2 separate regions of the Drosophila melanogaster genome follow, and region 1 is linked to region 2. A link is a contact called in public Hi-C data. All regions are on one chromosome and are shown on one strand. Each heading gives the region's core, a stretch centred on a gene start, on an enhancer-like site or on the middle of the called end of the contact. The rest is flanking DNA. Distances are from core to core; before and after follow the strand shown. Region 1 holds the start of Cyp12a5 (Cytochrome P450 12a5). Region 2 holds the start of qin.

Evidence for each region. Hi-C and Micro-C count contacts between places; a contact is called where the count stands out from the background.
Region 1: a Hi-C map of the Kc167 cell line shows a contact between it and region 2, with 2.2 times the contacts expected there. The contact joins the promoter of Cyp12a5 here to the promoter of qin in region 2. A contact is called at or near these places in 2 of 107 Hi-C or Micro-C datasets (the Kc167 cell line and the S2 cell line).

What each region holds. Positions count from the first base shown.
Region 1 is chr3R:19,130,691-19,136,756 of dm6, forward strand. It overlaps Cyp12a5 (Cytochrome P450 12a5), which reads left to right and starts at 1,958. Exons shown (of 4, transcript NM_142525.4): 1 at 1,958-2,066; 2 at 2,200-2,690; 3 at 2,743-3,190; 4 at 3,243-4,014. The coding sequence starts at 1,995. The coding sequence ends at 3,842. CG6040 reads left to right here. Exons shown (of 8, transcript NM_142524.4): 7 at 1-298; 8 at 360-1,239. The coding sequence ends at 771. Cyp12a4 (Cytochrome P450 12a4) reads left to right here and starts at 4,468. Exons shown (of 4, transcript NM_142526.4): 1 at 4,468-4,590; 2 at 4,752-5,242; 3 at 5,303-5,750; 4 at 5,812-6,066. The coding sequence starts at 4,519.
Region 2 is chr3R:18,589,439-18,595,488 of dm6, forward strand. It overlaps qin, which reads left to right and starts at 1,589. Exons shown (of 10, transcript NM_142478.3): 1 at 1,589-1,791; 2 at 2,402-3,012; 3 at 3,303-3,383. The coding sequence starts at 1,662. CG7694 reads left to right here. Exons shown (of 4, transcript NM_142472.4): 3 at 679-989; 4 at 1,083-1,288. The coding sequence starts at 681. The coding sequence ends at 1,217. It overlaps fray (frayed), which reads left to right. Exons shown (of 4, transcript NM_001300466.1): 4 at 1-21. CG14304 reads right to left here. Exons shown (of 9, transcript NM_142474.4): 5 at 5,764-6,050; 6 at 4,662-5,446; 7 at 4,404-4,609; 8 at 4,194-4,336; 9 at 3,363-4,135. The coding sequence ends at 3,580.

The sequences.
Region 1 (6,066 bases), core at 708-3,207, 540 kb after region 2:
GTTTAATTGCTGGCAATCTAAGGAATGTAGTCTCGGTGCAGAATCTAAGTACACTGAACGAAGAATCCTCGGCCAATTCGATGGGCGCAGAAGATGGATCAACGAATGCAAATGCCATGCCTGCATTCGATGATGTGATGACGCGGGAGGTGGCCTTCATCATGCTGCAGCTGGTCAACGGAATGAAGAATCTGCAGGCCAAGGCGATCGAGGAGACGCCGCTCAGTCTGTCCAATGTGGTGCTGTCCAAGGACATGGACAACAAGGACGCCCAGGCGCGACTCTGTGTGCTGCAGGGGTGAGTTGGGATCAAACTCTAAAACTTATAAATCTTACTGATAATCGCTTTGCCCATTTAGAAACAACAATGACGACGACGAGCCCATGGGTACGCTCTGTAAATGTGCCCACTCGGCCTTGACCGACATGCTGCCCGCAACAAAGATCACGCCCATCCTGGCGGACATTCTGCAGCAGGAGCGAGCCGAGTCCCTGTCCAAGGCGAAGGCTGTGCTGGAGTTCGTACTGTGGGGCCCTTCGGATGTGGCGCTCACCGGATCCGCTAAGGAGCGGGAGCTAGACCTTCAGCGCTGGCTGGATTTGGAGAGGGCCACCGTTCTGCACGGATTGGTGCGTACCCGGGTCGAGCTGACCGTTTACGACGAGTGTCATTTGATGTTCCTCGTCCGCTCCACGGCCAAGATGATGAACGATGCAGCAAAGATCGTGTGCAACTACCAGCAGATGAATGGATCTGCCAGCCAGGATTAGTTCCACTCAGTCTGCTAGTTAAGCCTGCTCAATGCTAAAGGAATTATCATTTAAATAATATACGAAACTGTCATAGACACTTAGTCCTTAGAGTCAACGAATAATATCTTCTGAATTGCTCCATAAAAACATACTATACGTACATACATATATCTATATCTTTGCCCAGCGTGCCAAATTGTTTCGCGCGGAAATTGTCATGTAAAAATATGCTTAACGAATGCAAACTCAAACGATTTGTGCAACTCTAATTTATTAGTAATCTATTGTTAAGTCATTAATCTAAACGAATATTTATATATCACTATTCGAGGACGAAAAGTTGTATACTTCATAAGATGGCAACTATCTATGGGTATGCCAACAATTTGATTAGCAAAACTAAACTTTTTGGTGTTTGAACAAATACATACATGCATATATGGTAAACATAAATAAAATACAGTCTAAATAAATAAATGGAAAACTAAAACCCAGAGCTTTTATTCTTCAGAATAAAGATAATCATATTTCGCTTCAAAGAAAATACGTACCTCGCATAATCAGCGATCGAATGTTCAAATTTTCTGATGCAATTTTTTATACTTATAAACTTAAATTTTGCAATTGAAAATTGTTTGTCAGCTGAATTGGCGTCAAGAAAACAGCTGATTAGATAAAATATTCGCTCGATAACTTACTCTCTTTCGAACAATTGTTTTGAACCTATGCCAATAAATTTGACCAATCCCATCAGCGATAATACTTATTATTCGATTCAAATAACTATGGGTATTTTCGATAGTGGGCTTTAACTATCATGTGTCAGAAAAACTATGATATTAATGGTCATACCACATATGTCGATATTTATTACATATGTAATATGCATATATTATGCACTTGTCGATCTTTTTTTTAATTCTCCACCACTATTTAATGCTTAGTTCCTATCTATTAAAGATATATCTTAAAGAAAAGGTATATTCTAGTCGGTACTAATTCCCAGAAATATACATATGTATATTTTAATGACCGAATGTTTGCCATATGTTTTCGTTAGCAATTCTCAAATACACGCGAACCTGTTCGTTGCTCTCTTTCTCTTCCAAAGTATCTTTTAGGTTGCTGTTTTCCTCAAATGTATAGTAAAGCTCGCCCGGCCCCACAGAAATATAAAGCTTATAAAACGAACAACTGGTATGAGTAGTTTCACTTTGACCGTGAATTAGGCAGCGTGCAAAATGTTGAAAGGGCGTATCGCACTTAATATACTTCAGTCGCAAAAACCCATCGTCTTCTCTGCAAGTCAACAGGTAAACAAATAATAAGGTTTTGGTATAAAAACAGTGGCAATTTACGAATAAATTGAAATGAGAATATACAATAATGTGTATATGTTTATGTTTACATGAAAAATACATAACTCTTGATTGGATCATTTTCCAGCGTTGGCAGACAAATGTGCCAACAGCTGAGATCAGAAACGATCCGGAATGGCTGCAGGCCAAGCCCTTCGAAGAGATTCCGAAGGCAAATATCTTGTCCTTATTCGCCAAAAGCGCACTGCCCGGTGGGAAATACAAGAACTTGGAGATGATGGAAATGATTGATGCCTTGCGCCAGGATTACGGAAACATAATCTTTTTGCCCGGAATGATGGGAAGGGATGGCTTAGTGATGACACACAACCCAAAGGACTTTGAGGTGGTTTTCCGCAACGAAGGTGTGTGGCCATTCAGACCGGGCAGTGATATACTGCGATATCATCGAACGGTTTACAGAAAGGACTTTTTCGATGGTGTTCAAGGGATCATTCCCTCGCAGGGAAAATCCTGGGGAGACTTTCGATCCATTGTGAATCCCGTGCTGATGCAGCCCAAGAATGTGAGATTGTACTTCAAAAAGATGTCGCAGGTTAACCAGGAATTTGTGGAGCTGTAAGAACATAAAACATTTCTCAATTTTCTGCATTTAAATATTTTACATTAGCATTAAAGAAATAAGGGATGCCAGCACTCAGGAGGTGCCTGGCAATTTCTTGGAAACCATTAACCGCTGGACTCTAGAATCCGTATCCGTGGTGGCCCTGGATAAGCAGCTAGGTCTACTTAGGGAATCGGGGAAGAACAGCGAAGCAACCAAGCTCTTCAAGTACCTGGACGAGTTCTTCTTGCACTCGGCCGATCTGGAGATGAAGCCCTCTCTCTGGAGATATTTCAAGACACCACTGCTGAAGAAAATGCTCAGAACAATGGATAGTGTTCAGGAAGTTACTCTAAAGTACGTGGATGAGGCGATCGAACGCTTGGAGAAGGAAGCCAAAGAAGGTGTGGTCCGTCCGGAACATGAACAGAGTGTCCTCGAGAAACTACTGAAGGTTGACAAGAAAGTTGCCACCGTTATGGCCATGGATATGCTCATGGCGGGAGTGGATACTGTAAGTGATCATACAAATTTATGGAGTGTATAATATATTTGCTGCCATCCAGACTTCGAGCACCTTTACGGCTCTCTTGCTGTGCCTCGCCAAGAATCCGGAGAAGCAGGCCCGGCTCAGGGAGGAGGTTATGAAGGTGCTGCCCAACAAGGATTCCGAGTTTACGGAAGCTTCGATGAAGAACGTTCCCTATCTGCGTGCCTGCATAAAGGAATCCCAGCGTGTCTACCCTCTTGTAATTGGAAATGCCCGCGGACTGACTAGGGATTCTGTAATTAGTGGTTATCGGGTACCAGCTGGCACGATTGTGTCCATGATTCCCATAAATTCCCTGTACAGCGAGGAGTACTTCCCAAAGCCCACGGAGTTCCTGCCGGAGAGATGGCTGCGAAACGCCAGCGATTCTGCCGGAAAGTGCCCGGCCAACGATCTGAAGACCAAGAATCCATTCGTATTTCTGCCCTTCGGCTTTGGACCACGGATGTGCGTGGGCAAACGCATCGTGGAAATGGAACTGGAATTGGGTACCGCTCGTCTGATTCGCAATTTCAACGTGGAGTTCAACCATTCCACAAAGAACGCTTTTCGCTCCGCTCTGATCAACCTGCCCAATATACCACTCAAGTTTAAGTTTACAGATGTGCCCAACTAATACGTTTTACAATATATTAGATATCTGTTGTGATAAGATAATAAGTATTGTTAAACGAATGCTTTTTCTACATATATACATCATTGCAATGAAATGTTTATAAGTCCCTCTGTTTGCAAATATTACAAATAAAAGATGAAAATATTTTAAATATAACTATTGCACAGATTTCAAAATAAAAGGCTTTGAAATTTTACTAATGAATATCTAGAGAGAATGTAGCTATGGCCATACATTTCCCCAGCATGAAATTATTATTAATAGTCATGGTGAAAAAAAAATTGCTGGCATTGACACTGACCGATATGAAAGGGTTAACGGCCATGTTATTTGTGTTTGTTCTATTGTTATAAAGTTCCATTTAAACATGTTAATTTAACAGTTATTAATTCTACATACTTGCTCTATCCTTTTAAATTTGATTAAAAACTAACGAACTCTTTGCTCAATTATTAATTGAATAAATGTTTTTTTTTTATAAACTACCAAATAAGCTCTCTGGAACCTGTTTATATGCCCGTTGTCTGTGGGGTCGCTATCTCTCTGTTTGTGTGCTCTTATCAACCAATTAAGCGGCAAAGCTCGCGCGGCCTTAGGATTTAAAGCCAGTAGAACGAACTCTCGTTTCACAGTTTTGTTTGGGCGGTGAGCCGGAAAAGTTCTAATCATCGCAAAAATGCTAAAAGTTCGCAGTGCTCTATCATTAATTCAGTCGCAAAAAGCGACTCTCTCGCTCGCCACTCAAAAGGTGAATACTTGTATTTAATATAAACAACTAATCTAGGAACTATAAGCCCGTTTATCAAGAGCTGGTTTTGCTTCATATGTTTATTTTGTTGTTTAATTGCTCAGCATACGGAGTACTTCAAAATATTACTATATATTTATATCAATAAACTATATTACCAGCGCTGGCAAACTAATGTGGCGACTGCAGAAGCTAGAGAGGATTCGGAATGGCTGCAGGCTAAGCCATTTGAGCAGATCCCTCGACTCAACATGTGGGCATTGTCGATGAAAATGTCCATGCCGGGTGGGAAATACAAGAACATGGAACTGATGGAGATGTTTGAGGCGATGAGACAGGACTACGGCGATATATTCTTTATGCCAGGTATTATGGGTAACCCACCATTCCTAAGCACCCACAATCCCCAGGACTTCGAGGTGGTATTTCGCAACGAGGGTGTGTGGCCCAATCGTCCAGGCAACTATACATTGCTCTACCACCGCGAGGAGTACAGGAAGGACTTCTACCAGGGCGTCATGGGCGTCATTCCGACGCAGGGCAAGCCATGGGGCGACTTTAGAACCGTCGTTAATCCCGTGCTTATGCAGCCAAAAAATGTGCGATTGTATTACAAGAAGATGTCGCAAGTCAACCAGGAGTTTGTTCAGCGGTAAGATACTTTCACAAGAATAGTAATTCATACACCGAAGATAACCAATTTTCTCGACAGCATTCTCGAACTGAGAGATCCCGATACTCTTGAGGCTCCCGACGACTTCATAGACACCATCAACCGCTGGACCTTGGAATCCGTATCCGTGGTGGCCCTGGATAAGCAACTGGGTTTGCTCAAGAACTCAAATAAGGAAAGCGAGGCCCTCAAGCTTTTCCACTACCTGGATGAGTTCTTTATAGTATCCATTGATCTGGAAATGAAGCCCTCGCCCTGGCGCTACATTAAAACTCCCAAGTTGAAGCGATTGATGCGAGCTTTGGATGGTATTCAGGAAGTAACTCTGGCCTACGTTGATGAGGCTATAGAACGGCTGGATAAGGAGGCCAAGGAGGGCGTGGTGCGTCCGGAGAATGAACAAAGTGTGCTCGAGAAACTGCTGAAGGTAGACAGAAAGGTGGCCACTGTTATGGCCATGGATATGCTAATGGCAGGAGTTGATACGGTGAGTTATTGGTAGTACGATCTTAAGAAGGCGTCGTGTAATTCAACATCCTGCATTCCAGACATCGAGCACCTTTACAGCACTATTGCTGTGCCTTGCCAAGAATCCCGAGAAGCAGGCCAGGCTCAGGGAGGAGGTGATGAAGGTGCTGCCCAACAAGAATTCCGAATTCACTGAAGCATCGATGAAGAACGTTCCCTATTTGCGTGCCTGCATAAAGGAATCCCAGCGATTGCATCCCCTGATTGTGGGAAATGCTCGCGTCCTTGCCAGAGATGCTGTCCTCAGTGGATACCGAGTGCCAGCTGGAACTTAC
Region 2 (6,050 bases), core at 339-2,838:
AAAAAAATAGAAACGAAAAGGAATTTAGTTTTGTGTTTTCATTGGAATGGAATTGGTTTTGTTTTGGTTTGGTTTTGGGATTCCAGTTGGAAAAGCATTGTTTACTTTTTAATTTAAATCAAATTGAAAGTTAATTTAAAAAAAAAACTCCTTTGCAAATATTCATCTTTATGAAGCTCAGAAGATGACAGAATAAGATATTCTTACTGCTTAAGCATTCTTTGGCAGAACTAATAATGAATAAGTAACAAGTACAGTGAAGCATTGATTGGGTGGACTTTGTCCTAGCTCACGTAATAAAGAAGCCAGTGTATGCCTGTAATTTTAGACTTTTTAAAGAGCATTGCTGGGCTGCCAGCCACTAAACGAAGAATTTTAGTCCTAGAAAAAAAACCAATACTTGCTAGCGTTTTAAATGCAAAGACCTCTTAGATACTTAGCAATAAAGTTGCTGCAACAAATTAATTTAAATGGAGTTTTAACCCAGATAGACTGTTATCAATTGTATACGAGAAACTCGAATAAAAATCACATTTGGCTCCTAATAGTTATGATATTTACATATGTATGTAGGTACAAAATTATCAAGTGGAAAGTTTCGAAAGTATACATATATCTAGGATCTGAGGATTTTGCCATCAAGCTACCATCTACGAATTTCTGCTACAACAATTTCAGCCATGTCCGACTACTTCGAGGAACTGGGTCATGAACCCACTGGACCACTGGGCGCAAACGATTTGGCCAGAAATCTAAAGCGCCTTCAGGTTTTGGCCATCATGAATGGCATCGATATGGAGATCGAGGTGCCAGAGGCCTCCAAGCGAGCCATTCTGGAGCTACCAGTTCATGAAATCGTCAAATCGGACGAGGGCGGCGATTTGGAGTGCTCTGTGTGCAAGGAGCCAGCTGAAGAGGGCCAGAAGTACAGGATCCTTCCATGCAAGCACGAGTTCCACGAGGAGTGCATCCTGCTCTGGCTGAAGAAGGTACATACATACGTAGATAAGTTATCAAAATAGAATCTTATGCTTATGTTTAAAAATGTTCCTATTAACTATATTCTGTTTTGAATCTTGCAGACGAATTCCTGTCCTCTGTGTCGCTATGAACTGGAAACTGATGATCCTGTTTACGAGGAGTTGCGCAGGTTTAGGCAGGATGAAGCTAACCGACGGGAGCGGGAGAACACTCTTTTGGATTCCATGTTCGGCTAACTTGGAGTTAATCGATTCGACAGCGGTATTTGGTCAAATTTGTAGTATGTTAAAATAAAGGTGCTTAAGGGAAAAAAGTCTTTTATTGGGAAGAGATTGGTGTCGTCCGTTTATTATGTTAAAGTAAGTATAATTATCTATTTATTTGGAATATGCCTTTTAAAGAGATCATTTTTGAACTATTCACTGACAATGCCCATCAAATACTCTTCCCACTTTTACTGAGACTAACTGTTCCCACTTTATTGATAATTGCCTTCGATATTTTTTGGAGCAATCTTATCGATACTGTCATCGAAGGGCTGCCATCACCATCTCCCTCTTCCTTTTCGCCGGCGTGCTTGAATAACTGTTCTTCGTGTGACAGCTTGGAAGTCGGGAATTAAATAAAAGTGTAGTAATTAAAGTGCAGTATTTCCCGTCGGCTCGTGCTAAGATTCGATCATGATTGCCGACGACAGTGGAATAAAGCCCTTTGATCCCAAGTTTGTGGCGTCCAATCTGCAGAATCTTCTGCGGTGCCCAAAATGTTCAAAATGTTTTACTTACTTATACAATACGAACTCTGAAGAAGGTAAGTGCTCAACTGTGTGGCATAGGAATTTGGCCAAACATAATTGGCTTTTTCAATTCATAACTTTTTAGACTGTGGGGGGCTACAATTGGTATAAGCAATGGCAAATGCTGCATCACTTATTGAACAAGTGTTGCCACCATGAAAGCTTGACAAGTTCAGGCAAGAAAAATGGAAAATAGTACAAGGAGTGTAAAAACGTTAACTAAAATGTAGTAAAAAGGCTGCTGGCAGCTTGAAAGGTTACTTGTTAAATGAATTGAAACATATTTAAGAAAAATAAGAAGCCAGAGCCAAACATGAAGAGCCGTTTTGAAGATACTCACTCACATTACTGCAAAAGTTTTTCCGTTCACTTTGGCGTCTGATTCTAAACAGGTGTACAGTAATTTTACATATGTATGTGCATATGTATATATGTATGCATGCACAAGTTTATGAATGTTTATGTTGGGTAATGAAATAAACCCTGCAGTTCAATTTTTTTTAGCACAAATATTGTTCTCGAACCAATTAATATTGTCAGATGGGATCTAAACGACTGTTTATTTCATATTTTGTTAGTACGATATTTTCAAAGCTTAACTTGAAACCTGCTTTTAATCAACAGACAATCATCGTCCCTTTCTACTGGGATGCGGTCATACTCTCTGCGAGAGCTGCTTGTGGAACGATCGCCTGGATCCGAAGTGCGCCGTGTGCCATAGTCCAGCTCCTCCTACGATTGTGGCCAAGAGATCGGACTGCAAGTCGGTCGCCAATTTGCGCGATTTGTACGAACTAAACTACCACGTGCTGGGTAGGACCAGTAGCCTCAGCTACCTTCTGCCATTTGCCAAGGACTCGGCAAACCAATCGCTGAGCCCCAGTTCGATCAGCGAGATTGTCCAGACCGTCAAGTGCAGCGAGTGCGGGAATGCCACTGCCAGCGGAGAGTGCAGGCAATGCAATGCCTTCTACTGCCGCCGTTGCTTTGATGCTGTCCACAAACGTAGTCGCGTACTAAAGTCGCATATTTTTCGCAATTCTACGGAACAGGACAGTAGTTTCAGCAAGAAACTCAGAGTGGGGGATCAGTACTTCACATTGCCGAGTCAGAACCTTTGCATCCATCACCGAATGCCCAAAGACAAGTACTGTATGAAGTGTTACCGATCCCACTGCCAAATTTGCTCCACCGTGCATCATAGCGGGCATCGCATACGGAAGCTAATCGAGATTGTTAGTATAATTTTTGAAATATTGAAACATTTCCCTGCCATATTTGTATATGTAATTGCTTATTTAAATGTTCTGAATAAGATTTTAAGCACGTTAGTTTTGAGATCTACAATATGGTTTCAAATGCTAGCTTACAAAACGTACATGCTTTAGAATTTACATATCTATGAGGTACACATAAATTGTGGCATTGTACTTATAAATCCATTACGTTGCGCACTAGCAACTTGAAATATCGTGATTAATCTAATAATAATAATCCACCTAATATTAATTGATTTCTTCCACAGAATCAAAGCTATGCTTCCGAGATTCCCACGACTTTAAACTCACTCAACATGGCTCATATTCATGTCCTCAATGGCAAACAGGTAAGTGCTATGATCGTTTTTACTTACTTGTCAGATTTTATTTCACTATAGCTATAGGTATGTATACAGTTGCATTTACAGCTAGCTATTTACAGTACTTGCTCGCTAAGAATAATTTAGGGATTATACAACCAAGTCGCAAACAAATTTCTCATTACAAATATGGCAAGAGCTATTCATCCTCTCCACAAAATGCTCATTTGCTACTGCTCTTGATGGGCATTAGTTGTCCGGTGTTTCCATCGGTTTTGATCTCGATTACTTCCAGCTTTTCCACGCTCACCTTTGTGGATTCACGCGTTTTCTTCTCAGCTTCCTTAGTTTCCCTTAGACTTTGCAGGTGATCCTCCTCTTCGCTGCTGCCTGGAGCTGTTGGCTCAACTTCGAAATCAATCTCTGGCAGCGGTTGTGGAGTGGAGGAAACTACGATTGGTTTAAGGACAAAGGACTGCGTGTCCTGGGTGCTCGTGGGTGCCATTATAGTTGTGGGTGCGGTCTGGTCGTACGTATCGTAGGTCCCACGCTCCGAAATATCATCTATCTCATCATCGATCAGCAAGTTTTTCTCAGAGCTTTGCTCATAGACCTGGGCATTTATTCCGCTACCATGTTTCGGTTCTGGCTTGTGATTTTTGGGCAACGCAGGTAGAGTAGATGGTGCTTCTTCGGGCTTCTGTGCCTCTTGGGCCGCCTTGCGTTGTTTCTCCAGGCGCATCTTCTCCTCCATTTCCTGGAATTTCATTGCCAGATACCTTAAGTAAATGACACGTTTGTTAATTAATACTTTCGAATCATATAAGAGTGTCTTACTTATCCACAATAGGTCCGTTGTAGTCCTCGGGGAACTTTGGATTAAAAGGCAGAATGTACTTGTAAAGTCGTTCGTTCAGCACATAAAGTTGTGCGGTTGTTGAACATTTGACATTGAACCACCAATCGCAAGTTAAGGCAATCTGTTTTTATATATGTTTTTAATTGTTTAATTCTTAACATGTGTATAACATAAGTTCGCCCATTTACCTGACTAAATATGGTTCCATTGGGGCAAAGGAACGAAGCCTTTCCTCCATTGAGATCACAGTAATGCCAGACCTGGCAATTGGTCTCCGGATCGCCAAAGAATCCCTTGTAGCGTTGCTTGGTGCACTCAAAACTGGTTTGAGGGATCTCCGCATAGTTCGGATAATCGATGCCAGGTCTTCCAGTGCTTGGTCCTGGATGTTTATCTATTCAAATGGAAATAAAATAGGGAAACATAATAAAGTAAAGGCTACTCACTTGGTCCCTTGGGTCTGGCAATCGCTTCCTCTGATTGAGAATGGTGTTCCTCTTCGCTGCCCGTATTGTAATCATAATCCTGGGCACTGGACTTGTGCTCGTCGTGATGCTGCGGAGGATTAGCCACAATGGTTTGGGTTTGCTTTAGATTTTGCAGTATGCGGATCAATGTTTTGATGGAGTTGTCGATGTTGTCGGGTGTTAGGGTTTGCGGAAGATGATTGCTCGCTTGAAGCTTGTGAAGGATTTCGGCCAGTGATGAGGTGCGAATATCTGGTAGCTGATCCTGATCCTCTGGTACGTATGCAGGCGTTAATGGAGGGCGCTCATGGGCGTATTTGTAAACGGGCTTAAGTTTAATAGGCGTTACCGTAGATGGTTCTCTAAGCGGTAACTCTGGGTTTTGGCCAGTAGGAGGCTTCCCCGAAACGTAAACAAATTTGGGCGTAATCTCTACCGTGTGACTTGAAGTCGGCGACACTGCGGGTGCGGGTGTGGTCACGTAAATGGGACGCCTGGTGGCCTTGTAAGTATGCACGGGACGTAATCGAAGTGTGGGCTGTTGGTTATAGAGAATCGGTGGACGCGGTGTGGAAATCTCTGGATGCATTTGCGGTGCAGGCTGATGCTCGATATGTGGAGCTGTCGTGGTCACCAGGATGTAGGCATGCTGGGGCGGCTGATGAGCCGATGGTCGCTCATGCTGGGAGTGCTGCTGCTCTTCCTCCAGCGATTGTCTTGGCCCATCAATTAGATAGTCTATAAACTGCGGTGGTGCTGGGGAACTAAAAGAAATGTTCAGATCTAAAGTAAGGTCTTTTGGGAGGCTAAATTATGATTTCATGATGCACTTGTTACTTAGAAATGATTAGTTTTTGAAGGACGTATTGAGTACTTTGTGTACTTACTAAGCAGTTTTATATATCTTAGTAATGTGGATTATCTTTAGACCATCACTATCAATTTAGATAGTTTTTCTTATTAAATAAACTCGTAGAATACTTTTTTCTTGAGAAGGGAGAATCATTATTGCGTTGGTAAGACCTAAGCAACTTGTTTCCTCTCAACGATCCTTGCTCCTCCTCCCAAGCAAAGAACTTACCCAAGTGGCTCATCCTTGGCGAAATCGTGACGTGGCGACTGTGCCTGCGACTCCGCTTGTAATTGCGACTGGGAGTGCGACTGCTCTTGGACGTGGGCCATGAGTGCGCGCAGCGGGATATGCAGCACCTGTTGGCCAGCAGTCGCATCCGGTCTTACGTAGAGGGCATCGTACTTGTTTGGATGATGGGTCTTGGTTTGGGGATGATGGGGATGCAGATGGGTGTGTTGCGAATGGTGGCTACCAGCCAATGTATTGCTTTGTGCCGGCACCACCGGATGTGAAAA